5 separate regions of the Sus scrofa genome follow, and regions 1, 3, 4 and 5 are each linked to region 2. The links are chromatin contacts, called in public Hi-C, HiChIP or PLAC-seq and promoter capture Hi-C maps. All regions are on one chromosome and are shown on one strand. The core of a region is the stretch at or near the end of the contact, and the rest is flanking DNA. Distances in the headings are between cores, read along the strand shown.

Evidence for each region. Promoter capture Hi-C pulls out the DNA fragments that hold promoters and counts their contacts. A called contact is a pair of places that touch in the nucleus more often than the background predicts. HiChIP or PLAC-seq counts read pairs in DNA pulled down with a chosen protein or histone mark.
Region 1: an H3K27ac HiChIP or PLAC-seq map of alveolar macrophages shows a contact between it and region 2. The contact joins the promoter of AGO3 here to the promoter of NCDN in region 2. A contact is called at or near these places in 1 of 5 promoter capture datasets (liver) and 1 of 2 datasets of contacts at active chromatin or transcription factors (alveolar macrophages).
Region 3: a promoter capture Hi-C map of fetal liver shows a contact between it and region 2, with 3 times the contacts expected there. The contact joins the promoter of ZMYM1 here to the promoter of NCDN in region 2. A contact is called at or near these places in 1 of 5 promoter capture datasets (fetal liver) and 1 of 2 datasets of contacts at active chromatin or transcription factors (skeletal muscle).
Region 4: a promoter capture Hi-C map of fetal liver shows a contact between it and region 2, with 2.1 times the contacts expected there. The contact joins the promoter of SFPQ here to the promoter of NCDN in region 2. A contact is called at or near these places in 2 of 5 promoter capture datasets (fetal liver and liver), 7 of 47 Hi-C or Micro-C datasets (brain, embryonic fibroblasts, fetal heart ventricle and 4 more) and 1 of 2 datasets of contacts at active chromatin or transcription factors (alveolar macrophages).
Region 5: a contact with region 2 is called in a Hi-C map of epiblast stem cells, with 2.3 times the contacts expected there. The contact joins the promoter of LOC102165851 here to the promoter of NCDN in region 2. A contact is called at or near these places in 1 of 47 Hi-C or Micro-C datasets (epiblast stem cells) and 1 of 2 datasets of contacts at active chromatin or transcription factors (skeletal muscle).

The regions. Positions count from the first base shown.
Region 1 is chr6:92,078,477-92,083,951 of Sscrofa11.1, forward strand. AGO3 (eukaryotic translation initiation factor 2C, 3) reads left to right here and starts at 3,489. Exons shown (of 19, transcript NM_001194974.1): 1 at 3,489-3,507. The coding sequence starts at 3,489.
Region 2 is chr6:91,744,533-91,750,151 of Sscrofa11.1, forward strand. It overlaps NCDN (neurochondrin), which reads left to right and starts at 3,018. Exons shown (of 7, transcript XM_021095914.1): 1 at 3,018-3,794; 2 at 4,657-4,797. The coding sequence starts at 3,762. KIAA0319L (dyslexia-associated protein KIAA0319-like protein homolog) reads right to left here and starts at 3,258. Exons shown (of 21, transcript XM_021095912.1): 1 at 3,119-3,258.
Region 3 is chr6:91,310,678-91,315,920 of Sscrofa11.1, forward strand. It overlaps ZMYM1 (zinc finger MYM-type protein 1), which reads left to right and starts at 1,477. Exons shown (of 11, transcript XM_021095889.1): 1 at 1,477-1,634.
Region 4 is chr6:91,404,686-91,410,235 of Sscrofa11.1, forward strand. It overlaps SFPQ (splicing factor, proline- and glutamine-rich), which reads right to left and starts at 3,551. Exons shown (of 11, transcript XM_021095898.1): 1 at 2,626-3,551; 2 at 1,710-1,898; 3 at 1,038-1,339; 4 at 834-929; 5 at 49-245. The coding sequence starts at 3,438.
Region 5 is chr6:92,037,414-92,043,294 of Sscrofa11.1, forward strand. LOC102165851 (vegetative cell wall protein gp1-like) reads right to left here and starts at 1,401. Exons shown (of 3, transcript XM_021097603.1): 1 at 1,088-1,401; 2 at 401-1,008; 3 at 1-94. The coding sequence starts at 1,401. It overlaps AGO1 (argonaute 1, RISC catalytic component), which reads left to right and starts at 803. Exons shown (of 19, transcript NM_001194976.1): 1 at 803-827; 2 at 5,877-5,881. The coding sequence starts at 803.

The DNA.
Region 1 (5,475 bases), core at 2,239-4,738, 330 kb after region 2:
TACAGTATCCATTATTATTTGGTTGTATCTTCACAGCATTCATGTGAAGTAATTTATTCGTTACCTTCAGCTGCATATAACGAAAGCCGATTAAATTGGCTTAAATAAGGAAACTATCACATTACAAGAAGTCCTGATTTAAAGTGGCTCTAAGGTTAGTTAGTTCAGTGGCTCATTGATAATGCCACCTTAGCAAGTTCTTGCAATCTCTTTGCTGTCCTCTCTGTTGGTTTCAACTCATGTTTGTTACCTCAGGGTTCCAAGATGGCTACTATTATTCCAGGAAGGAAATGCTGAAAGAACGAAGTCTAATTTTTTTATTAGTGTTTCATTTTAAAGAAAGGAAATCCTTGGAAGCCCCAGGAAATCTGGCCTCGTGTCTCATTTGCTAGAAATTGGTCATCTTCCCACTATTCTGTCATTGGCATAGCAAATGAGATCATCCATCATGAGCGGCTTAGATTAATTACAAGTTATTCTGTGAGTCATATGGATTAGAAAGACAAGTCATGTTTGCTAGGCAAGAAAGAAGGGGGTAAGGACTCTTGGTTAGGCATCCAGCAGTGTCTGCTCTATGAGGAAAAACTGTTGTTTGTTTATTTAACAGATGAGGAATGTGATGTTCAGAGAGAGTGAATTTCCTAGAGTCACAGATAGTAGCAGAGGGCCTTCAGTGTCAGCTCTGACTGTCCCTAAAGCCAGTATGTTTTATATTGTGTTCTGCTGCAGTACAAAGTAGCTTTCTGCCATGTAAAAATTGCTTGTGTAGGAGAAGAGATCTCAAGTGTCATGTTGGCTAGCCTCAGCCCATGCAAGAGGAGAGAGGATTCTATCCAGTTGCTTTCCTCATCCAGTGATGTTTATCTAGCACAGTTAGGAACACAACTTTCAGAGGGCACTGATTTCTGTGCCCCTGAGATTTCTACACTATTTTATAGTTCTCCCTTCTGAGAACAACCATATCACAATGGATGAGGGCAGAGTTTTAGCCTGCTTCCTGAGCCCCTCTGTGAAGCCCACTCACCTATTCATCCATCTACCTGTTCCACAAGATATTTATAAAATGCTGCTGTGTAACAAGCAGTGGCACTGTTCTAGGCACTGGGGCTTTGTCATTTAAGATACAAAGAGACCCTGCTCTTATGTCCTTAAGACTCACTTGGGAATCCAAAACTATGATGTGCATGTGCTCAGAGGAGAGCTCTCACAACTTTGCTTTTGGAAGAATCAAACTTTTTTGCCTTCCTATTTCCTGATACTGTAACTTCCTATGCATAGGAGATATATCTGTATATATCTGAAATATTCCTATTTCCTGACATTACAATTCATGAGCCTTTCACACGGGCTTAGAGATGGGGGATCCTGAGTAGCAACAGTAAATGGGAAGGCATCATTGACATTTATTAAATTGGATTGAATTAGAAGGTCCAAATTCTGCTTCATCCATGTCATCAAATAAGGCTTACCTTTGGGGTCCTCATCGTCACTATGTCTATTCTGGGAGACACCTAAGAAGCCTACAGTCATTTAGGGAACCTGTTGAGGGGGTTGAGGGTGTGATAGACCCTTGCAAAAGTTGATATTTACCCCTGTCAACTGCTGTGGAATCCCTTTAGTCAAGGATTCAAAGTAACTTTTAAGATACAGTGTTTCATCTAGTAACATTTGATATTTTAAAATTGGGGAGAGCATTTTTTGTAAAAGGTAAAGTTATAAAAGTCAACTTATAAAGTGTTTACTATATGGTAGGTGCATCTAATAAGTGCTTTAAAATGGTAACTATAGTAAATACATTCTTACTAACATTTAGGGTGGATTTTCTGGATGCATAACGTGCATTCGTTAACTTCACAGCTGTGAGGAAACTGAAGCCCAGAGAGGCTCAAGTGACTGATCAAAGTCCCCTCAGTGATTGGGCTGGACTAAAGATAGGATATTTTTTCCTTTTCCTCTTTGTCCAAAGCTTTTTTAAAAAGAGTGTATTTTGATTATTAAAAGTCTAAAACATTACTGATGCTTCGGGACGTAGGGAAAAATCATGAATCATTCCTCATCCTGAATAAAATAGTATCATATTTCTTTAAGGCAAGAAAGACTAATGTGCTGGTCCTAATAACCTTATAAAGCTTACATTCTAGTGGGGGAGACGGCACATAATAAACTAGTACATGAAAACTGCAGATTGGGATATGGGCTATTAGGAAATACTGTAATAATATACAGAAGTCACTGATCATAGATCAGACGTCCGGGCAAGACCTCTGAGATGTCTGAAGTCGAAGTATGAAGAGCGGTTGGGGAGCTGAGGGGAAGGGGTGAGGGTGAAGAGGAAGAGGGCTCCTGCCAAGGGAACCAGAAGCAGAGACGCTCCAGGTCTATTAGGCACTTTTCCTTTTGCGGGAATTGGAAGCAGACCAGTATAGCTGTAGCATAGCGACGAGGAAGATTCTCACTTGAGGGGAAAGGCTGGGGCCCCGTTACAACAGGCGGTTTGGCCCCAGAATGGACTTTGGGTCTTAGCCTGACCAGGCGTTATTAAAGAGTTTTAAACATGGAAGTTATTCGAGCTGATGTTTGTGTAAAGTCATGTTTCTTAATCTAACAGAGTTATAGTGTACATTCCCCCCCCCAAAAAAAAATGGTCGTCAAAGCAACTCTACAAACGGAGTGATCAACTGTGGTGATCACTTCACCGCCTGCAGAGGAGGCGTGTGAGGCGGTCCAAACCGGGCGTGGTGAGAGGGTTTCGAGAAGGAGGGGGTTTTTACCCAAGACCGGAGATCGGCCCAGGGCCCTCAGATCTTTGTCCTGCCCGTCGCACTAACCACGTTCCCGGGAGGCTCCTGTGCAGGTTGGCTACGCCGCCCTCTAAGACGTCGTCTCAGACAAGCACGGCCCTGCATCAAGGCGGCAGGAGGAGTCCAGCCCCTCGGGGTTGTCTCCGGCCTGCACCGCCCGGCAGAGGACAGCGGGAGGGCCGGCCCCGCCGCGCTCGCCACCCACGGCCGCGCTCGCCTCAGGCCCCGCCCAGGCGCGGCGCCCGCTCGGTGACACCTCCCCTGCGTCCTCCGCGCCGGCCGCGCCCGCACGGCTAGGCTGAGAGGCGAGGCTTGGACGTCCGGCGAGCCCGGGCAGCGGAACTGACGCCAGCGGGCTTCCGGGGGCGGCCCCCGGGGAGGTCGGCGGCGGCGCCGCAGTCGTGGAGAGGCAGTGGGAGCGTAAGCGGCCGCGGGCGACGCAAGTTCCGTACGGAGCTCTTCTCTTCTCGCCACACGCTTCTTCCTCTCTTCTAGTCTCGTGCTGCCTCCCGACGGCCGATCTTCCTGACGGGAGCTTTCAGAGTGCGGTTGCTGAGGAGAAGCTGTCGCCACCCCGCCTCCGGGCCGAGTGAGGGTTCCTGTCGCGCCGCGTCGCTCCCTGCGCCGCCACCTTGCCCTCAGTGGCGGGCGCCCTTCTCGCTCGAAGCACTCCCCCCAGCTCCATGAATGGAAATCGGCTCCGCAGGTGAGTGAGTCAGAGCTGCTGGTCCGTTCGCCGAGGTATCCCCAGAACGTCGTCGCTCCCTCCGCCCAGGCCCAGGTGCGCGAGGTGAGCGGCGCCCGGGTGGCTCCCTCCTCCGCCCCCGGCCCCTCCTCCGCCTCCCCGCAGCCCTGCGGCGGTTCCCCCGGCCACGGAGTGGGCGAAACTGCGGGGAGGAGACGCTGCTGACAAAATTGAAGTTTAGGGTTCTCTAGGCGATATTACTCTTTCACTGGAGTCCAGAAGCGTTTGTCATCGCTTCTGTTATTCCAGTTGAAGATGTAACGGTGTGTGTGTCCTTTGACCAGGTTGTGTGTCCCGTAGGGGCACTGGGCGGCCGGCACTCTCCCTTGCTTATCTTTTAAGGTAGTCATGAGGATGCATTAGGATAACAGATAAAAACTAAGTTTAAGATAGGTATTAGTGCAACGTCAAATGCAAGATGGCATTTGTGTCATCCCTGAGTTCTCATCTGATGTTTGTGGCAGCATGGTATATAGTTTCTGAGGATCTTGGAAATGTCATTATCAGCCTGGATCACTGCTTATGTGAGGCGATAGGTCTTAAAATTTCTGTCCGTCGGTCTATCTAGCTACCTGTCTTTTTCCATTTTTCTTTTTTTTCCTAGAGAATCGGCCATCATATTCTTGGAAATTTGGAATTTAAGAAAATTGTTTCTCTCTTTGGGAAAAATGACAGTCTTGAGAAAAAAATTGCAACATGGGCAGTGCTTATCGTAAAAAAAAAAAAAAAAAAAAAGAATGAAAAAGCACTCTTTATGGTCCGTAATTAACTGAAGGACATAAAGTAGGTGTTACGTAACGGTTTGCTTTCCAAATGATCATACTTGGTATGCTAAATTTGGAAGTATGCTTCATCCAGTCAGAAATTTATAAATTAATTTTGAAGATATTTGGGGGGGTATCTTGTTACTAATAGGATCACAAGTCCCTGAATTTCACATCTCATTTTGCCAGTTCGGGAGGCACTTAAATATGAGATAAGAAAAAAATCATATAAAAGAAACCAGTGACATGATAATAAAGATTTTGTTGACTGCGTTAAGGAGTATAATTATCAAGTAGATGCAAAAAGCACTTAGAAATTGTAGAGATGGGCTGGAGAGAAAGGTTTATTACAAGTTTTATTATATGGAATTTTCTCTAATCAATTTCTATCATTTCTCTTTTGCATGCTCCATTTTCCCCTCTTATTCATGTCGTCTTAAAAAGGGCAAGTTTGTCTAGATTATCAGGAGTTTTAGACTCTTGTTTATCATCGATTTGTGTATTTCCAAAACTGCCCTATCCTACCTTTTTTGTTTTTTGTTTTTCAATTTTCTAATACACTATTTAGAGATTGTGATGATTTGGAAACTATATGTAATTTTTATATAACTGTTCTATTGTTGAGCCTGAAAAACAAACATGAAAGTTAAAGACTTTACTAATTATCTTAAAATTTTAAAGACATTTCCAAAACATTTTTAGTTTTTTTCTTTTTCTTCTTTGGGTTTTTCATATGAAATTATTCCCAAATATGTGGATAGCATCTTAGAAAATACTTCTGAAGTCAAACCACCTAGTCAATTAGTCCACCTAACCAAGTATGATTCATTAAATGCTGCTATGAATTCTTGAGCGATAGACAACTTTTACCTCATTTTTCATGTGCTATCACTGAAATATATACCCATTTAACTGTCTTCACATCTGCAGAGGTATGGTTAGATTTATCAACCATATACGTGGACATCTTGAAACACAAAGTTTATTCTTCAGTGCAGCTTAAACATGATTTACTAAAGAAGATAAATTATAATTTGGCTCAAGATTGTCATCTTCAAGAACAAAATTTTCTTTCTTCGTAAGACTTACATGTAATTGTTATGCAGCAAGTGAAATTGAAAGCATAGTTGAGGAAAATATGCAGCTAAATTTAAAATCAAGAATT
Region 2 (5,619 bases), core at 1,768-4,267:
AAGAGAAATTTCAAGTTTGTCTTTCACTGTTCATACCTGCCTATAAATTTTAAACCTGAGCTTTGACATAGCCTATAATTATCAGGATAAAAACATAGCAAGGGGTATGAAATGAATCCACTGCAAAACTGAAACACTTTATATTCCATTATTTTCTAATCTAACAGCTAATCATCTATGTGGAAGAATGGAAAGAGCACCAGACTGCAAAAATCTGAATTTCAGTTCCAGTTAGACTAACAGCTTTGTGACTTTGTCCAAACACACTTTCTTATCTATTAAGTTTGGAGCATGAGAGGTAAGCTAATCTGAAGGTCTTTCTAGCCATGTTTTTAAAATCTTTTAATGTGACTGTCTTTAAGCAGGCCATGCACTCTCCAGCTTGCTCCAGTCCCCACCACTCTTACCTTTAAAACAGATTCTGCTTACACTTTGATGTAACCTCCCAGATCCCTAGAAGCATTGGCAATTCCTCACTTAAATCCATTGACAGGTATTTACATAGCCTCTATTAGGTACTACGCATTGTGCTGGCTACTCTAGAATCTAGGGGCTGATTTTTTTTTTTTTTTTTTTTTTTGTCTTTTGGCCATTTTTTGGGCTGCTCCTGCGGCATATGGAGGTTCCCTGGTTAGGGGTCTAATTGAAGCTGTAGCCACTGGCCTATGCCAGAGCCACAGCAACGCAGGATCCAAGCAAGCCACGTCTGCGACCTACACCACAGCTCACAGCAACACCAGATCCTTAACCCACTGAGCCACGACAGGAACGCCAAAGAGCTGAATGATTTAGGTCCTTTCCAGAAGAAAAAAAATGATTTTCCATCAGTTTCTTCTTACATGATTTCCCTATATTATATAAATTATTATATAAATCTTGGCAGCATTACAAGAATTGCTGAATTGTGAAGAAGGAATTCAAAAGTCCTCTGCCCTAAATATGCACCTGTCATCCACATCTGGCAAATGACACAGACTGACAACACAAAGTCCCAGCCAGCACTGTATAGGTTGGATATTAATACCAATTAATACCAGGAAATAGACAAACGCACACACAGAGCTACAAAGCTAAGGTATGGCTCACCCAAGAAAAAGCTTTAATTGAGCCTTAAGCATCTGAAGTACTTCATCTTTCTCATGTGCTTCCATCCATTACTATTTCTAGTGGTTTGTAGTTGTATGTTAGGGAGAAGGGGGCAACAAGGTCTGTGGTCCAGAGACACACTTAAGAGATTATGAAATGGAGCCTAAGCCAGAAAGTATATCCAGCAACTTTTCTAGACTTTCACGATGGAATGGGTGAGAGAGAGAGAGAGAGAGAGAGAGTGTGTGTGTGTGTGTGTGTGTGTGTGTGTGTGTATGAATCTCATCCAACACATTTCTGCCTACCACAAAAGGATTTTAAATTCAAGGTGACTCAACACCTGTCATCAATAGCGTGGCAGGTGGGCGACAGAAGCATAAAAGAAATGAATAGCTTTTGAAAATGGGAGTAATAAACACCATTGGATTAGCAAGATGATTAGAAGTGCAATGTCTCGCAAATCATGCATGAGAGAGAGGCAGTTATTTTCCTGTGAACTCCCAGCCATTCCTCCGAAACCTACAATTGCCTAAGGGCACAAATCACTCCTAGGGTCCAGCCAGAGGCTTGCTGACCAGAGGCAAGAACAATACATCACCAAGATCCAAATGGTTTGTTATAGAAGCAAAGGGAAACAGCCCATGGAGAGAACACACACCCCCACAATACTTGACAAATGAAAATCTAGAAAAGCTTGCAATAGTTCTGGCATTTAGGGCGTTACAAGTACACCCGAAATAAAAGCACTCTCTGTTGCAGCAGCTGTTCAGACAGAGCAGGGGGTAATGTTTACTTAATACTTCAGGTTGATGGGGGATGTATCATAGTTCAGTCTGTCAGCTACATACGTGGAACTCCATTTATGTACCCAGCGATAAGATATGTTTGAGCAACGACAGAGCACGGCTGAAACAGCCTATTCAGCTGGTATGAGTAATCAAGAATAAAGCTCCTTAAAAAGAAAAGTCTAAGATATTTGGGAAAGTTACAGAACAGACTGCCATGAATAGCTTTGCTTATATTTGCAGACATTGTTTTCCAAATAGCTGGAAAAATGAACAGATTGTTCTGGGAGGTCGTCTTTCCAGTTTGTTCCTAGCTTCCAGTCTGATTAATCAGATAAGAAAACACACGGAGAGTCGGCTAATGCTCCTCACTAACTGCATCTACTGTCGGTTGGACACAACCTCCCTGAGGTGAGAGAAAGCAAAGCTTTCCTGGAATCTCGCCAGAGGTCTTTTCTCTTGACTTCCTTCATTTCACCTTTGTGCTCACTGCGGCCACCACAGGACCCTTCTGTGGGGCATAATTTTCCAAGTCCTGAATAAGACAGGTTTCGCATCATAATTCACACGTAGTGCTCAGCCCCGCCCCCCTTATTCTGTTCAACTTTCTGTCTTGGTGGGGGAACAAACACCAGGGACAGTAGCTATGGGCGAGGGAAGAAGACCAGCTGAGTTTCGAGGCCATTCTGTCTGTCGGGGAATAGAGGGAGCCGCATGACCAGGCCCGGGCGGGATTCAACCTGGAACTCGAGCTCCGAACCTGCAAAACCAGAAACAGCTGGCTGCTCTAGTGGGACCAGGAGCACCACCTCCGGGTCCCAGCGCACACACAGAAAGAGCCTCTCCCGCTTGCCCCTCCCTTGAGCTCGTGGTCCTCCGCCTGGCAGCCAGCCGCCCCCGGCCACCTACCGGGGCTCAGGGCCACACAGCGGGGCCCCGGCTCTCGGCGGCCTCCGCCTCCTCCCGGTCCATGGGGTCAGGGCCCCAACCTTCGCTCCTCTCACCCAGAGGAGGAGGAAAAGGAAGAAGGGGGTGCGGGCTCCCCACCGGGATAGCTCCCTCTCGCCTCAGCCTCTCCGGTCAGCTACGGCGGCCGAAACACCGCCCCCTCCCACCTCCCGGGCTCAACCCGGAAACACACTTCGCATCCTAAGCAAGCCCTCCTGCCCCCGGAAGCTCAATTCCATCCTCGAGCCAGAGGTGGAGGAGGGATAGTGCCGGGGGAGGGGGGGGTTAGAACTACGCACGAGCGAAGGAAGCGGGGTCCCCAAGGTGTCGCCTCCTGCTCTTCCGAGGCGGTCTGCACCTTCACCCGCCCTGCGGAGCCCCAGGCCTCAGACTCTGGCAATACCCATAAGCAAGATGGCGGCAGCGGCAGCACCCCCTACGGCTTAGCGCCCAGCCGTGCCATTGGCCAGAGCCTGGAGTGAGGCCGCGGCGGATTGGTCGAGAGCGGTGCGGGGGTGGGGGTGGAGCTGCAGCAGCCTGGAGCCAGGAGTGGGCAACGCGGCGTGAGCAGCGGCCCCAGGCTCCTGGAGCATCGCGCTCGGAGAAGACTTCGCTGCTCGGGGCCGCAGCCTGGTGAGCTCAGCCCCCTTCAGGCCCTCCCCTACATCCCAGCTGGGGCCACTCGGAGCCGGCGCTGATCGATGCCCACACACCCCGGGGACCCTATCGCGACTCCATCGCGCCATATCGCGACATCACCGTGCTCTGTCGAGACTCCATTTTGTCACAGCCCTTTTCAGTATATAGCTATATCTTTTTTTACAAATTTGCCCTGTCATCTTTGGGGGCTGTCCCATGTCGTGATTTTGCCGTGATCTCTCCGTGACATCACCGCGCCATCGTGAAGTGTGATCTCATCGCCGCCCTGTCGTGACTTCATCAATGTCGTGTTGTGACCTGGCTGCTGCGGGACAGGTGGTGACCGCCAGGAATCCTCCTCCCCTTCTCATCTCCCCATCTCAGCAGCCCCGCTTCGATTATCCGGCTTTTGGATTCTCCGTTGTCCTGGGAGCTACCCGGGACCCCTTCTTGCTTCTCCAGCCCCTTCCGGCATCGACAGGCTGGTAGCCGGGCGGGGAGGGCGAGGAGAGGGAACGCAAAGGGTTAATTCTGCTGTTGCTTCTGCTGCTGCTGCTGCTGCAGCTTCTGCCCGAGGGAGGGAAAGGAGAGGAGGCAAGGAGCCTGCGGGGGCGACTGAGAGACCTGGCTGGAGGGGTGGGGTCCCCAGAGGGGCCTCCTAGCCTTCCCTGGTCAGCGCCCTGTTTCTTCACTTCTGCTGAAGCTTGTCTCCTGCCTTTTCTGAAGAAGGGAGGGGAAAGGAAACCCAAGATGCCCTTTTCCCTCTTGTCGGCCTGAGTCCGGATAATCGAACTTCACCCATGTATGTTTCCATTCCTCCTTGTCTGTCCTCACCACTCCTTCCCTGTATGCCTGATGGAGGGAAACAAAACCTGGCCTTTGGTGCCAGGTGGCAGCGGAGCAGTGGGGCCAGCCCCCTCCCACCCCAAGGAAATTGGTGAGGTTAGCTGTCCAGCTGGGCAGCAGGATGCATGGTCCTTCTTTCCCGCTTTCTGGAGGTGACCTTGGACCAGGGTCCCTTCTTCATCCCTAAGGACTTGTGGGTCCAGCCTCTTATAGGGGCTTCCCCAAGGGAGGTCAGTTCTGAGGAGTCCGTCCCTCCTGATCCTCCCCTCTGTGCTAATCCTTCCCTCCATCCTCCACTCCCACCCCCACCCCTCCTCTGCAGAGGGATGCTCAGTCCCTCTTGTGTTCACAGTTGGGCAAGGCGGGCATCATGGCCTCGGATTGCGAGCCAGCTCTGAACCAGGCAGAGGGCCGAAACCCCACCCTGGAGCGCTACCTTGGAGCCCTCCGTGAGGCCAAGAATGACAGCGAGCAGTTTGCAGCCCTGCTGCTAGTAAGGAACTGACTGAAAATTGGGAAGTGGGGAGGGCCGGGTGGTTGGGCCCCCAAGGAATGGGGTCAACAAGTCCCCAAAGTGGTGCTGGTAATCCTGTGGCACCAAAGAAGGCCCAAGGCATCTACCTGTGAACTCAGTTTTGCTCCCCTGAGTGTGGGAGCAAAGGGGAGAACAGGGGTTTATTCACCCCCTGGGAGCCTTGGAGGAGGCTGCCTAGGTCTGCTCTCTGGGGCATCCCAGAGCAGATGGGAGCTGACTCATAGGGTAACAGCAGCAGGTAGTAACTAGTGCAGAGTACTTGAGGGCTGGGGATAATTGTTCTGGGGGTAGAGAGAGTAGTGGGACTGGGAATGACTGGGAAAGGGTCCTAGGGGATAGCCAGGATGGCAGTATGTAGGTTGAAGGTGAAGGATCTGGTTCGGGGCTTGACCCCATTGGAGGAACTCAAGCTGGGGACAGCAGAACAGGAGCTGCAGTGCTGGGGGGGGGGGGTGTTGGTGTGTGGGGGGTGAAGGGAGGAGGGAGTACAGCCGCTGCTTGTTTGCCATGGCAACAGGAAGAAGGCTCGAGAGTCAAGGGCTCACACTGCAGCAGAGGAGGTGTTTAGGTGAAACGTAAGGGGAAATGTTTTGACAGGCAGAGTGGCGAGACACAGGAGCCATTTCCCCTAAGAGGTGGCGGGAATGGATTAGAGACTTCTCTGGAGAGAGCAATTAGGGAGGTCCCCTAAATCCTTGGAGGATTTTTAACACTGAGTACTAAGCCTCTTCCAACTCTGGTTATGGGCATCTAGCTTAGACATCACGAAGAACTTCTCAA
Region 3 (5,243 bases), core at 227-2,726, 440 kb before region 2:
CCAGGCCAGGGATTGAACCTGCGTCCCGTGCTCCCAAGAGGCTGCTGATCCTATTGCACCACAGTGGGACTGCCAAACCCACAGTTTTTAAATTAGAATCATTCACCTGTTGTCTGGACTTGCTCAAGTTTTTTTGTGTCTTAGGGCAGAAGGAACTCAGCGAGCGGCAACGTGATAGGAAAGAAATGGATATATAAAATAGGACATGAGGAGTTCCCTTCGTGGCTCAGCAGAAATGAATCTGACTAGGAACCATGAGGTTGCGGGTTCTATCCCTGGCCTCGCTCAGTGGGTTAAGGATCTGGCACAGCCTTAAGCTGTGGTGCAGGTCGCAGAAGTGGCTCGGATCTGGTGTTGCTGCTGCTGTAGCTCTGATTGGACCCCTAGCTTGGGCTAGGACAGTGAGGGATACAAGCAGGCAGATGGGGTGGTTCTGTCCTGAGGATTAGGATCAGATTACAATCCAAGGAAAGTGGGGAGGGGAAGAAGACCTCCTTCTTCCTTATTTTTCAGGCTTACAGCATTAGCTCCTCCTTTGTATCAGGTAAGAGAGTATTTGACCCTATGAGATCAAACTAGGATTTTCGTGGTGCTTATTCAAATCAGCAGAAGGGACCTAACATAAACTAAAATATGTTGAATCATCTCAGGTTTCTGTATAATGAGGGTCTCCTATTTTGGAATATCATCCTTAGCTTAAATTCCTGTCCTTGAGCCTAAGGATCATTATTTTTGCTGAACTTGAATGTAGGTCCCATTTCATCTTTATCATGCTTCTATTTATGGTTTTATAGGTAAGCACACCTGCTTCATTCCACCACATTCTGATGGCTTTCCTGAGTAATTATTAACTTACAGTGATCTCCCAAAGTTCCTTAGTTTTCCCTATATATAATCCCCTAGTGGGACTTCTACAACTACCTGTGTAACTATCCTATTCTATCCCTATCATTATCTCTGCAGATTAATTCTTTTTGGTGGGAATATACTCTATACCTGGCACTTTACTAACCATTGCCTTTTCTTTTTTTGGACACACTCAAAGGCATGTGGAAGTTCTTGGGCTAGGGACTGAATTCAAGCCACGTGCAGCAAGGTGACATCCTTAACCCGCCATGCCAGGAACTGGCGGGAACTCCTAACCATTATCTTCCTAATCTTCGCAAGTTTATACTGTAGGCACTATAATTATCCCGAGATAATTGGTGAAGAAATTGGTATGTTACCGAAGTTGCCAACAGAGCCATATCTCGAATTCAGTAAATGTAATTGCCTCTCCTGAGCTCTATCTAAGTCAACGTCGGCTGCTGCTCTAGCTAAATTTGACTGCCATCTAGACAAGGCTTCAAGGGCTAATAGCTAAGCGCCTATCCGCCCAGTCCAACCCGCCCCTCTCCCACCCCTTTTCTAGTCCCAAAGCCTCCTTTTTCGACTGCTGGAGCAGGAGCCAAGCCCAGCGGAGTGCACTGCGCAGGCTCGGCCGCAAAGCACTACGGGAAGGGGGTGGGGTCTGTGTGACCATTTCGCGTCGCAGTTTCTTTGAGAATCCTGGCGCGGTGAACGTCCTTCAGCGAAACTTGTGAACCTCCTTGAGCGGCTGTGGCGTTGGTCTTTAGTCCTGTGCTTTACCCGAGGTAGGTGGAGAGTTTCGCCAGTCGGAGGGAGGATGAAGTGTCCGGGAGGCCCGGGTTCTGGGGACCCGGCCTGCGTGTGGATGTCGCCTTATGGGGGTGGGCGTTCAGGGTCACGCCGCCGGGTCGTGTTTGTCGTCTCCTTTCACGTTGCGCTCCGAGTAGGGTGTCGTGGTCTACAGCTTCCAACGTTTCTCGCCGGCCGCCTGCTGCTCCTGCGGTGTAACTGGGATTTCAGCCTTTGGTCTCCCTCCTCGGCTTCCGCTTCTAAAGCATACATTTGATCACACCTGTGGCTCTCCTTCGTTAAGCAATGAATGATTTTTTTTCAAACTTAAAAAAATCGTGGAACTCCTTTTGCAAGTAGAGTTGTAACAGGATCTGAGCCAAAAGAAGTTTTTTTTATTTTTAATTACTTTAAAATCTTGGCTCGTGCTGTATTCTGATTTGAAATGGGGATTAGATGAAGGTGCAAGAACTGTATTACTCTTAACCGTGATGGAAGCGGGAATCAACACTTTGCCCATTTAACTCTTAGGTTGAGGCAAGAGCATTAAATAAATTTTTAGATTAAAAAAAAATACAAATGAAATGATTCCTTAACGCCAAAAGTTTCTATGTACAAAATTAAGTTCAAGGTTTTTGGTGTTCAGGGATCTTCCCGATATGACCCATGCTTTTCTAACTTAATTTCCTTCCACTATCACGCTTACTTTATCTTCAACAATAACTTCATTTCTTAAAATTCTCATATGTTTGTGTTTTTCCACAAGCTATCCCTATACCTTGACTATCCCCCATCATTGTTTCATAGACAGCTCCTTTATGGTGGTGCTTGTTTGTTTTTGACAGCTCCCACACATGCCAAAGTTCTCCTGTCAGGGATCAAACCCTCCCCACAGCAGCGACCCCAGCCAGCCGCAGCAGTGACAACGCTGGATCCTTAACCTGCTGAGCCACTGGGAAACTCCAGACCCCTACTTTAAAACCCAGCTCAAGGGAGTTTACCTTGTGGCTCAGCAGGTTAAGAACCCAACATGGTGTCTTTGAGGATGCAGTTCTATCCCTGGACTCAGAGGATCTGGTGCTGCTGCAGTGGCATAGGTCACAGATGAGCCTCAGATCTGGTGTTGACATTGCTATAAAGCAGCTGCAGCTTCCATTCGACCCCTAGCCCAGGAACTTTCATATGCCAAAGATGCGGCCTTAAAAAAATTAAAATTAAAAAAGTAAACTAAAACCTAGTTGAAATTTAACCTTTTAGAAGATTTCTTTGACCATTTTCTCTTCCCTCATTTCTGCTTTGTACCTCATATATGTTTACATTGTTGCAGTTATCATACTGTTCTAGGCAGAGGTTTTGTTTTGTTTTGTTTGCTTTTGAGGCATATGGAAGTTCCCAGACTAGGGGGTTGAATCTTTGCAGGCCTAGGCCACAGCAACTCCAGATCAGAGTGGAAACTTCCACCTACACTGCAGCCCATGGCAACACTGGATCCTTGACCCACTGAGTGGGACCAGGGACTGAACCTGCATCCTCATGGATACTAGTTGGGTTTGTTACCGCTGAGCCACAACAGGAACTCTAGGCAGAGGTTTATGAGAGTCTGCACACCCTAGTCTAACCCCCATATCTATGCACTTCATAAGTAGTGGCTCCCCATTACCACAGAACTAAGAATGGACACATTTTAGTTTCTTTTGAGAAGCATTTAGGCTTCTGCCTCCCTCTCCCTCTCATGCCAGCAAAAGAGCTTGCAGAACTCAGCAAACCTTTGCAAAGTGTAATGCATAAAGAAGTAGCTGTAGGAGTTGCTGCTGTGGCTTGTATCCATACCACACCATCTTGATTACTATGACTTTTAGTAAATTCTCCAACTTTTTTCTTTTTTGAGATTGTAGTGCCTATTCTAGGTTGTGTCTTCATTTTATGTACATTATAATCTTCTTTAAAGTTCCATAAAAACTCCCGCTAGGATTTTTTTTTTTCTCATTCTTGCGCCATGTGGAAGTTCCCAGGCCAGGGACAGAACGCATGCCACAGTGGTGACAACTCTGGACCCTTAACCCCCTAGGCCACCAGGGTACTCCAGGATGTTTTAAAATATTGACCTTGTGGGAGTTCCCTGGTGGCGAGTGGGTTAAGGATCCAGCATTGTCAACAGCTGTGGCTCAGGTTCAGTCTCTGACCCAGGAATTTCTGTATGCCGCAGGTGCAGCCAAAAAAAAAAAAAAAAATACACACGCACGCCTTGTATTATTCCATGATCCTGCTGAATTTTACTCTAGTAGTTTTATGGGGGCAGGGGGAAAGGAAGAGGAGATTCCTTAGGGTTTACTATATATGCAATCATGCTGTTTACAAATAAAGACAATTTGTTTACTTCTTTTCCGATCCTTATGCCAAATTTCTATCATGTATTTCACTTGAGCTTAAAGAATTGCCTTTAGGAGTTCTCATTGTGGCTCAGTGGAAACGAATCTGACTAGTATCCATGAGGACACAGATTCAATCCCTGGCCTTCATCAGTGGGTTAAGGATCCGGCATTGCCGTGACCTGTGGTGTAGGTCTCAGATGAGACTCAGATCCCACGTTGCTGTAGCTATGGTGTGGGCTGGCAGCTACCGCTCTAATTGGACCCCTAGTCTGGGAATCTCCATATGCTGAGAGTGCAGCCTTAAAAAGACACACATACACACAAGCCCTTTAGTATTTCTACAGTGTAGGTTTTGCTGGTGGTAAATTCTTACATTTTCACTTATCTAAAAATGTCCTTATTTCACCTTTATTTTTGAAGGGTATTTTTACTGACTAGAATTTTACGTTGCTCACCCCCCCAGCATTTTAAAGATAATCCCACTGCTCTCTGGCCTTCATTGTTTCTGACCAGACAGCCTTCATTCTTACTTTTGTTACCCTGTATGTTAATGTCCTTTTTCTCTAGCTGCTTTTAATATTTTCTTTTTATCTTTGGTTTTCACCACACTGACTGTGATGTGTGTAGTTGTGTTTTCCTTTATATTTGCCTTACTTTTATTCATAGAACTTCTTGAATTCATGTGGTTTTGTGTTTTTGTTCATTTTGAGGAAATTGTCCAGCCAGTATTCTTCAAACATTGCTTCTGTCGCATTGGCTGTTTTCTCTCATTTTCGGACTTTGTTTACGTGTGTGTCAGACCTCTTTGCTCTGTGTCACAGGTTGTTTACATTACTTGTGGGTTTTTTGGCCACCTCCAAGACATGTGGAAGGTCAGGGATTGAACCCATGCACAGCAGTGACCTGAGCCATTGCAGTGACAGTGCTGGACCCTTAACCCCGCTGCACCATAAGGAAACTCCATTATTTGCTTTTTATTTTTATCCTTTTATGCATCAGTCTTACTACTATCTACTAACTTTTTTTTAAGTGAATTCCAGGATTCTGCTGAACTTTTCCATCTTCATATTTTCCTAAACCCATCAAAGTCCTTACCTGATAATACCAATATGAGTCACCTTGGGTCTCTTGGGTTTGTTTCTGTTGTTGTTTTCGGTCTTGTTGAGTTTTGGTTGGCTGCACTGGTGGCCATATGGCAGTTCTCTGGCCAGGAATTGAATTGGAGCTGCTACT
Region 4 (5,550 bases), core at 2,301-4,800, 340 kb before region 2:
AAAGGCAACTGATCCTAACAGCAAAATTCACACAGGGGAAACTTTTACCTTGACGCAAAAGATTTGCCTGGTGCTCATGATAGGCATCTTCCATTTCACTTTCCAATTTGTCTTTTGCATCTTTCATGTTTTTTTCAACTTGTTCCCGTTGCTGTTTTTCCATTTCATCCAAGGACTTCCACCGCTGAGAATATTCATACTCAAATGTGCCATGCTGGGCAAAACGAGGAGGAGTTTCTCTCTCCCTGACAATATTTAAACATGAACCAATTTATGGATGCACACAGAAATGTTTGATTTCCCCTAAAAAACAATGGTCTTCTAGTGGGCCTGTCACTTGTAGGAAATAACAGAAGAAAATAAAAGCCACTTTGGTTGTTATCTTTCCAGCAAAAATAGTACATGTTAATGCCCAAAATGATACATTGGAGTTCCTGTTGTGGCTCAGTGGAAACTGAATCTGACTAGCATCCATGAGGACAGAGGTTCAATCCCTGGCTTCACTCAGTGGGTTAAGGATCTGGCGTTGCCATAAGCTGTGGTGTAGGTGGCAGAGGTGGCTCGATTTGTGGTTGCTGTGGCATAGGCAAGTAGCTACAGCTCTGATTTGATCCCTGGCCTGGGAACCTTCATATATGCCACAGGTTTGGCCCTAAAAAAACCAAACAAAAAAGGATACACTGATTCAAAACTGCTAACTTTATAAGCCTAGAGTTCCTAATTAAGCATTTCCATTTTGAAGAATTTCGTGTATTTTAAGCAAACTTGAAAAACTACTATAAACAAGTTCTTGTTCATTCTCAAAAACTGTCCCAAAGTTTAATCAATCTTACTTTTGATACATTGGATTCTTCTGCGCAAGTTTTTCAGGAAGACCATCTTCGTCATCTAACTGTTCAAGTGGCTCCACAATGACTGGACGAGGAGTTCTAACAACAAAAATGGTTCCATCTTAACTTTTGTTCCTATTTTAGTGCAGTTTCCTCATACAGATCAATAAATCAAAATTGCCAGAATAAGCATTAAAAAAAACTTACGTTGTCAGTAAGAAAACACCTTCACTGCATCTTTCAAATGCTTTTCTTGCTGCTGGTTTAGAAGCAAATTCTACAATGCCTTTCCCGGTAGATCTTCCACGATCATCCACAATTACAACAGCCCTTTCAATAGGACCAAACTGGCTAAAGGCTTCTTCCAACAGTTCATTGGAAACATAAGGTGAAAGATTTCGAACAGAAAGGGCAGCAGCATGTGTGGCAAATCGAACCCGAAGCTGTCTACCTCTCATCGGTGTATCATCAAGTTCAGCTTTAGCAATTTCAGCCAAAGCTCTAGATTCCTGAAAGACATACATTCATGTTAATGACCTCAAAACTGGCTGATATCCACCCTAAAATTGTCGCAAGCCTATTTCCCAATACGATTCTTCCACCAGCTCAGTTCAACTATCTCCAGGCAGCCCTTCCTGACATTGCTCTAGGGAGGTAAGGTAAATACCTTACCAACCCAACTCCTTGTTTCTTGAGAAACCAACATTACGCACTATACTGCAGTTGCATCCTTAATTTGAGCATGATAAAAAATTCTAAAAGCAATTTATCCTTGCTGGTTAGTTTAAAATACAGTATGTTTGTATTAGGAAAAAACAAAACCCTTTAAATTACACCAAAAAAAAAAAAACCCCCACAAAAACAAATAACCACACTCACAAGCTTAATAAATCCGAATCCTTTCCCTTTGTTGATGAAAACTTCTCCCGGTTCTCCATATTTAGCAAATAGTCTTTTAAATTCATCCTCTGTGATATCAGCAGGTAGATTCCCAACAAACAACCGACAACGTTGGGTATAAGTTTTCTCTCCAGGCCTCCTCAAGAGAGACAAGTTGGCTTTAAAACCCTAATGAAAAAAAAGGTATTTTCAGACACCAATGACCTCTGGAAAATAGGAAAACCCAGTAATAATCTTTTTTCCCCAAACTGGATGTTACCAATCCAGTCGCTTTTCTGTTCCATTTAAAAACAAAAAATGCTACTACATTTACGGGTTTCATGACACAACTACAATCCTAACAGCAAACAGCCAAAATCACCCAGTATACTCTTGAAATCGAATAGGAAGACCTCCCTAGATTAAGCTCTATAACAGGACCTCATCAGCCGTATGCCGAGTATCCCCGACAGAATCAAAATCGTAGCAGACAAAACATAAGAGAGTGCTTAAGTATTAACAAGAAGGGAAAGGGACGGAAGTGTCATTGTCAACGACAAGACTTGCGCCTGCGCGCTTAGGACCGGAACTCCCTCCATCTCTCCAATCCTACATTTCACTCTGCTCTGGTTCCAAAAGTCCGCTAGTTTCAATACGGCGCACCATAGCTTAGCATCACCTTAAGGCCACCCCCGCGACTGCTGCGCCAGTCGGGTGGCCAACCACAGGGGCCTGCTAGCGGACCCACGCCATCCGCCTCCCGCTCCGGCAGCCGGCCCCGCCCCTCCTCGTCTCCCGCGCGCAGGCGCTCTTTCCGGTCTCCGACAAAATGGAGGGCGGGGAGGGGAAGGGAAGGGAAAAGAGGGGGCCGCCGCCATCTTAGAGAAACCGACGCGTAGGTCTGGGAGACACTCACCTCCGAGTCCGAGATCTTTTCCTCACTGCGGCCGCCGGGCCCGCCCGGTGGTGGCCCTTGGTGGTGCTGCTGGTGGTACGGCGGGTGGTGCTGCCGGCCGCCGCGGGGCTCCCCACCGCCTCGGTGCGGCGGTTTGGCGTGGCCGCCAGGGGTGCTTAGGCCCGGGCCGCCGCCGGGCTTCGGCCCGCCTGGCATTTTGCCGCCTTTGGGGCCGCCAGGTCCCGGGCCCTGCTTAGGTCCGGGGCCTGGGCCCCCTGCGGGTGGAGGAGGCGGGCCCCCAGCCTGAGGCGGGGTGGTGGGGACACCGCCGCTCGGCGGCGCAGGCGGAGGTGCCCCGGGGGGCGCCGAAGTGACGGCCGGCGGCGGGGTCGGGGTGGGGCCCGACCCCGTGGGGGCCCCGGAGGTCGGGGGGGTGGCGGGCGGCGCCGAACCAGAAGCCGGGGGAGCGTTGCCTACTCCGGGAGCCGGGCCGGGCCCCTGAGAAACGACGGGCTTGGACGAGTCCTGTGGAGGCGGCGGCGGCTGCTGATGCGGCGGTGGCTGGTGCGGCGGCGGCTGAAGCGGCGGCGGCTGCTGTGGTGGCGGCTGCTGCGGCGGCGGCTGTTGCTGTTGCTGGTGCGGAGGCGGTGGCGGGATCGGGGGCTTGGGACCACCCTGGCCCGGGCCGGGCCCCATAGGTCCGCGGTTCTGATTGAGGCCCATGCCTGGCGGCGGGGAGCGGAAATCGTGGAGGCCGCCGCGGCCGCCGCCCCCTCCGCGCCGGTGGAAGCCGCCACCGCCACCGCCCCGGCTTCGGAACCGATCCCGAGACATGTCTGTAACCAAGGGGCGGTCGAGGCAGAAGCGGAGAAGACGTTCAGGAAACGTGGAGGCCACCTTGCTTCTCACAAGATGGCGGATGACACAGGCGGCGCGCCGCCTTTGTCCTCCTCTTATATAGGCCGGCTGGCTTGGCCCCGCCTACTTCTGGATCAATAGCAGCAATAGCCAATTGCAATTACTGTACTTGATGACGCTAAGTTACGAGGAGTTAATCTTTCCTATTGGCTCCCGGATGAGAGGCGGGAGGCATGGAGTGGCTGAAGTTTCCAGTAAGCCAATGGGCGGAAAAGGAGTTGGCTGTAGGTGACGGTGATTTGCTGAGAGATATTTGAATGGGTTCGCCGGAGCAATTTTTCCCTTGGAAGCAGATAGCCAGGGCCCTATCAGCTCCTGGGGAGAGATGTTAGCAAGTCCTTTCTTTCTTGATTGCCCTTAAGAGCAGCCTGCTGATATCCTCCCCCAGAAAGAACCTACAGCCTCCAGCTCAAAAGCATAAATTAAGTGCCTGCTATCTTTTCTACCTTGTGCTGGGCCCATAAATTTAGAGAAAAATTTTTTTTTACCGATTTCGCACACTTGATCTTACTGATTTCATTTTGGAATCTCACTGGAGTACTGGTTTGTTCTAGCAGTAAAAGTGTCGCCATGGGCTTTAGTGATTGCTCTTTGTTCAAAAAGAAAGGCCTTGATTTTGTGTGTATACACTAATTTACAAACACATCACAGGAAGAAATGAACGTTTTTCTTAATTCTACAAACCACAAAACACTTTATGGACAGATTAAGATGCTTTAAAACTAGATTATTAATACAAAACAAATGAATCTTTCCACAGAAAAGAAACTCATGGACTGGAAGAACAGACTTGTGGTTGCCTAGGGGAAAGGGGAGGGAGGGAGGTGGACTGGGAGTTTGGGGTTAATAGATGCAAACTATTGCATTTGGAGTGGGTAAGCAATGAGATGCTGCTGTATAGCACAGGCAACTATATCTAGTCACTTGTGATGGAAATGATGGGGGATAATGTGAGAAAAGAATATGTATATATATATATATGTATTACTGGATCACTTCACACAGTAAAAATCGACAGAACACTGTATAGCAACTATAACAGAAAAAAAAAAATCATAAGAAATGTTTAAAAATGCAAATCAGGAGTTCCCGTCGTGGCTCAGTGGTTAACGAATCCGACTAGGAACCATGAGGTTGTGCGTTGGATCCCTGGCCTCGCTCAGTGGGTTAAGGATCCAGCGTTGCCCTGAGCTGTGGTATAGGTCGCAGACACAGCTCATATCCTGCGTTGCTGCCTCTCTGGTGTAGGCGGGTGGCTACAGCTCCGATTAGACCCCTAGCCTGGGAATCTCCATATGTTGCAGGTGTGGCCCTAGAAAGGCAAAAAGACAAATAAATAAATAAATAAATTTTTAAAAAATGCAAATCAGAAAAATAAAAACATAAAATTACAATATTGAATTATCTATACATATCAACGAAGGGGCAGAATCCAACTACTTTGAAGAGCATAAGCCATTTCCCTTGATACCTCTCTTAATGTCATCTATGGACCTTTGGGTGGATAATTCCTCCCTCAATAAATATTAGCTTATGACTCATTGTCGTCCTTTCTGATTCTGTTCATCACTTGACATCTATGTTCTCTACCTCCTCACCTCCAACAATCTCTTTACATCCTATATCAGCTATCCCACCCACATCATAGTTAATCCTATGTTATTGCCACAACATTCCTAAAAAGCACTATTTCAAACATCTCAACTGTCTGACATAGTAACTCTGATTTTTTTTTTTTTTTTTGTCTTTTTTGTTGTTGTTGTTGCTATTTCTTGGGCCGCTCCCTCGGCATATGGAGATTCCCAGGCTAGGGGTTGAATCGGAGCTGTAGCCACCGGCCTACACCAGAGCCACAGCAACACGGGATCCGAGCCGCGTCTGCAACCTACACCACAGCTCATGGCAACGCCAGATCGTTAACCCACTGAGCAAGGGCAGGGATCGAACCCGCAACCTCATGGTTCCTAGTCGGATTCGTTAACCACTGCGCCACGACGGAAACTCCAGTAACTCTGATTTTTTGACCTC
Region 5 (5,881 bases), core at 151-2,650, 290 kb after region 2:
TGCTCGGTAGCTGCACTTAAGTTTGAGAATGTGACATCTTCCAGGGTAGGCAAGGTCTCTTTCACATCTGTGGTCTCAGCGCCCAGCACTTGGCCTGGAAGAGAGGGTGGCGTCAGTGAGTTCAGTGACTGGGGACGGAGAAAGGCTTCGCGGAGGCAGTCGCTTTGCAGCCGAAGCTTGAAGGATGAGGGTGATTGGGAGGAGAGGTGGGAGGCAGGGCCCCTGGGTGATGGGTCTCTCAGAGTGTGTGAGGGTGGCCCGGGAACGTGGTGGATATGCACGCGTGGCTCTGTGCGAAGGGGGAAGGCTGTGTATGGGCTTGGAGGGACCCATTTGGGGAAAAGACAGGGCCGGAGGCTGCTGCAGGGGTGTCCTCCCGCCCCGCCCCACTTAACGCTACCGCGCGGTGCCGCGGCGCCTCCACCGGAGCCCTCCCGCCGGGCTGCATGGCGACGGGTGACCGCCAGGGGCCGCTGCCTCCGGTCCCCGGTGCCCCCGCCCCTCTCCATTGGCCTTTGTTGCCGTCGGAGCGCCCCGTTTGACTCGTTCCCGTCCGCCCCCTGGGCCTGGCGGTCGCGCCTGCGCACTGGCAGCTGGCCGGGCGCTCGCAGGGGGAGCTGCTGCAGGCTCCGCGGCGGCGGCGGCAACGGAGGCTGCGGCGGTGGCGGCGCGAGCGGCCGGGCTTGGCGGGGGGAGCCGAGCCCGGCCCGGGAGCCTGAGCAGCTAGAGTGCGGGGTATCTAGACCCCTCACACTGGACTCCACAGTCTCTGGGCCGCCTGACCTCCGCACGGGTATATGGGATGGAAGCGGGACCCTCGGGAGCAGGTAAGGGCCCCCGGGAAGGGGGGACGGTGCATGCTCCAAGGACCAGGGTACTTCCGCGTAAAGGGCAGGATTTCCGAGTGAGGAAAGGTTTCCTGAGTGAAGAAAGGGGCTCTTAAGAGATGGGGGGCCCAGTTTGAAGGGGGCTGTGTGCAGTTCCGGGGGAAACCTTGTGAAGGGAGCTCTGAGACGAGGGCCATTTATCAGAGACTGTATGCACTCCTGGAGGTGGGAAGTGATCTGAGAGAAGGGCCTGAACACACGTAAGGAGTCCTAGAGATCCCGGGAGGCCTAGGGAGAGGCACGGCAGGTGGCAGGGGGCGGGCTCCAGGTGTTCAGGAGAGGAGGGGGTCGACACAGATGGGCCCTGAGCTGCCGCATGCCGGGGGCGGGGGTTCATCCCGGCTAGGCTGGGTTGGGTTTGTGTCTTTTCGGGAGAAGGCGCCAGATCTGGGCTGTGAGCTCCGCCCCAGCCGGGCCTAACGCGGGGGCGAGGGTCAGGGGGCGGTGGGTGGGGATCCAGCCCCGGGATTCCCCCCCTTGAGTCTGGGGAGCTGGAGAAGAGGCGCCGGAGCATGCGCGGAGGTGGCAGCTGGAAGGGGCTGCCTGATGTGGTGGGGGCGTGGCCGCCCGAACCCCCCCACCCCCAATCGTGCCAGGTTTGGCTTGGAAAAAGGAGCGCGAGGATGGGGTGTATTCTCTCTTAGGTCATGCTGGCTTAGCGCAAATGGAAATGGGCCCCTTCCCCATCCTGAGGCTCTTGCACTTGGCCCTGAAAACCTTCAGTCACAGTTTGCCAAGAATGGATTGAAGGAAACTGCCAAAGTGCCTTATTCTGCTACTGGGATGAGGAAAGACTGAGATAGAAGCAATGTTTTAGGTTAGAGACGGGTCCTTCCTGAAGACAGGCCTTAGAAAATGTATTGGTTACTTAGGAACCGAAGTCAGGGCCAGGTTTGCCTAGAAGGGGTTGTCTTTCCGGTTTGCATGTTTCTGGTCCAGTAGTGAACAGAGTTGGGATCTTTTAATCCAAGTATAATGACCTCTCTATTGAAATGTCTCCAGAGGTGACAGCCTAATCTTTCTATACCTTAATGTTTTTATGGCTGCTATCCCCCACTGGGTATCTTTTCTTTTCCTCTCTCTACTCCCCAGAAACTCCTAGGGCCATGTTATTACAGGTTGCCAAGCTAGCCTTTTGCCGCAAATAAGTTGTTTGGAGTAGGGGGAAGTTTATAGCCTTCACCCTGATGAGTCTCAGATCATAGCTTTAATGTCTCGTTACTCACAACCAGGAGAAAAGTAGGTAAGAGTAGAAGAGAAACTGAGGCAGAGCTGCCCCAAGAAGACCAGAGTCCTTGGATGGGCTGTAGGGTGGAGACACCTCCTGTGTCCTAGATAGGAGACCTTTGATGGGAGGAGTATGGACCTTTAGGTCTTGTCTCACCACTTCCTTCCATTTGATCTGGGGGTGGGAATAGGATTTCCACTGGGGACATGAATTTCATTTCTGGTTGAAGAATCTTTGTCTTTTATACCACAGCTATTCCCCTCAAGGAAATAGCTCCTACCAGCACATTCAAGTCATCTATTCAGTGACTTCTAAGTACTTAGTGACTACTTTCCCCAAGACAAAAACAAAGCTGGAATGCTGGGAGCAACTGACTTGAGAAAACTACTTCCTTCTTCCCTTAGGCCCCTTTCTCCGTTCAGGGAACTCTCCTAGTTTTCTGGGCTGGAGACAACTTGCGACAACCTATGGACTAGGGTAGGAATGGGTCACAGAGGTCCAGATGGATTGCTGGGAGCTGGCACTCATTCCAGACTGTGAATGATCTTGTTGATCATTTATCTAATGATGAATGCCTAATGGACTCTGGAGTGATGAAAAATTTGACTTTGTTGTTGTAAATAAATAAGCTTATAGGGAAGAAACTGGAGCCTGGTATCTGGAGTTGGCTGTACCTTAATGGGGCAGGCTTTACTTGCCTGGTAATTGGAATTTATTCTGAAAGCTGTGAGTGGAGGGATTTCCATAACTGCCTCCTTCCTAGGCCCAGATGATTTTCTTGGAGGTCGGAGGATATGATACACAAAGCAAAGTATTGTTGCTGGCTTCATTGGGCTTATGTCCAGATGTGCCTTCTGTGCTTAAGTGTGTTTTAAGCACATATACTGGACTGGGAACTCCCAGGGTAGAGGTGGTGTCTGATTTATCTGTGGAGGCCCTGACAGAAGTACATGTTTATTTTTTGAATTAAATCAAATTCTAGTGTGAACGTAAATGGTTAACACATATGTGAATGTTTAATAATTTGATGTACTCAGTGTGTGATACTTTTTGGTGAGATTGGCCTCTTAGTCTTTGCTTATCAGACAGCTAACCTAGCCTTGAGTTTGTCTTTTGAATGGACAGTCTAGCTCCTTGGGAGGTATGTGGGCCTCAGAACTGCAGGGAAGGAATCCCTGAGCCAAGCCTTTCAGCTCTGATACTTTTCCTTCTCCCGGCTGGTTGGGGATGGGGGAGGGGGAGTGTCCTTTTCATAGCCCCTCCCTCCTTGCTTTTGTCTGCAGGGAAGGGCCCCGCCCCTTTCCCCCAAGGCCCAAGCTTTGTCCTCTGTGCTGGGGCCCTCATCTGCATCACAAAGTGGCCGTCTGTCCCTGTCTGGGTCTGAAGGGAAGTGTCTCCCTTTCTCAGACTAAAAGCTGGGGGCAGGGTGGGGTTAGAGGGGAACTTTGAAAGCCTTGCAGGGGGATCTGGTGAGGAAGGGGTTCTCTATTCCTCCTGCCTTCCCTATTTTGGGGATGAAGGTGAAGGTGGGGGCTCCCTGTTTTCCCCAAGCCTTCTAGGAGTAGAGGGTGCCTAAGGCTAAGTCTGGTGTGTAGTTCTGGGGAAGAGAAGGCTTTGAGACTTGAGTGTCTGTCCCATCCCCCATCATTTCTACCCAGCCCCTAGCTCTAGGGGATGAGTTTCTCCCAAGGCTCCAAACAATTATTCAGCCTGGGAGGCTATGGAGGTGAATGGAATATTAGAACATAGGGAGGGGAAGGGTGTCTCTTACCCGCTACTTCCACCAGGGTCAGGTTTGTCCTGTGCAGGATTTGTAATTGTTTCTGAGCAGTTTGCAGGTGTTTGTGTGCTGTGCATGCGTGTGTGTTCTTTGTGATGTGTCTTTGGATCTGTTTGTTAATTCATTTGATATCTGTATATTGGACCCCTCCTATATGCCTGGCACTGGAAATTCAGCAGTGACCAAGGCAGATACAGCCTTTATATCTTTGAAGAAATCAAAATCTAGGGTGGTGAGGGATATGTGTATGAAGGTAATCTATCCAGGCCTAAGTGTGTGTTTGGGTGTGTATTAAGTGTGTTCCTCTATGTGTGTATGTCTGTCTGTGGCTTGTGTACAATTTCCCTCCAGCTCTTCCTGGGGTAGGCTGCCAGGTGCTAGTCATTAGACTTTCACTTCCCCAGGTAGCTGATTCCTGTAGGCCTCTTCCCCCTAGGCTGGGCCTCCATTTCCCTGTCTGCAGAGTGGGGTAGACTTGACAGGTGGTTAGGAGATACAGCAGCTTAGCTCTGGGAAGCCTGCCCCTCCCATGAATGGTTCTGACCTCTTCCTGACCCCCCAGCTGAGGATATGCCCCATCCCCCCAGCCTGGCTGACTGTGAAAGCAGATCTCTGGTGATGGGAGCTTCTGGGCTGGTTTATCCCTCTCTCCTCCCACCTGGGCTGGTCCTCTACTGGCAAGAACAATAGTAGATGTGGACAAAGGGTTCTCTTGGGCAGTTTTTCTCCTCCCCCCTTTCCTCTCAAGCTAGAAAATAAAACCAGGGGCAGCAGTCTGGCTGGTGGCAAGAGAGGACAAAGTGGTGGGAGCTGGCTCTGCTCCAACCCTTTCCCAAGGACCTCCTCTCTCTTAAAATTGACCCCTTTTGCTACTCTCTGGGCCCTCTATGTGAAGGAACTGTGGACTTGGAGAGAATCTTGTATTCTTCTTCTCAGAGCCAGTAATCTCTTTCTTCTCCAGCATGCTAATGACTGCCCCTCCTTCCCAAGTCGTCTGCTCTGGCCTACTCTTGCCTCAGTCTCCTATATTTAGCCTGTCTTCATTCTCTTGCTTTTTCTTCTTTTGAACTTTTTCTTTATTGTCTCCCCAATGTTTCTTGCCCAGGCTCCCAACTCTTACTTTACCTTGCCTCAGCCCCTAACCTCAGCCTTTCCTTCTTCCCAATTCAAACATTTTTCTCCAGGTCCAGCCTCTTCACCAGCTCCCTGTTTCAGTTTCTCTCCTTTTCTTAGTCTCCAAACCCTGTACTTTTAGACTGTTCTCTTCTGTTTCTTCAACCTCAGCCACTCTGTTACCTTAATTCTTTCTCAGACACTGCCCTCTTCCTTGCCCCTGCCCCAGTTGCTCCCCCCAGCTTGGCCTTCTTTGGCTCTTCCTCCTGCTTACAGTGCAGAGGAGCATTAAAATGCTGCTATTTCATGTTCAGGATGGTGACAAGTGAAGTAAGCATATGGCTGACAGATAATGGACTTTCTTGGTCTGTTAGATATCTGGTAGAGGCAGATGTCTTAATCTAGTAGGAAGAGTTTTGTTACTAGAACCAGATTTAGCCCCTGTACTTAATATGTGATCAAAATTATTACGTATTCACTTGATGAATTTAATATAGACAACAAGGGTAATTTTCCTAACTGGAAAGAGTTTTTAAAAAGATGAGCCTGGGATTTCTCTTGTTGCTCAGCAGGTTAAGGATCTGGTGTTGTCACTGCAATAGCTCTGGTTGCTGCTGTGGTGCAGGTTCTATCCCTGGCCCAGGAACTTCCATGTGTTGTAGGCACAGCCAAAAAAGAAAAAAGAAAGAAAAAAAAAGATGAGCCTGGATTATTTCAGCCAGAGGAAGCCCTCAGTTGGGTTGGGCAGGGAGGAAAGAGGCTTCCTCTACACTCTGCTGCTCCCATTCTAGGAGGCCTTGTGCCTTCTCTGATCAGAGTGGTAAGGAGATTACCAGACTCTACCCTCATCAACCTCTCTATCTTGTAGCTGCG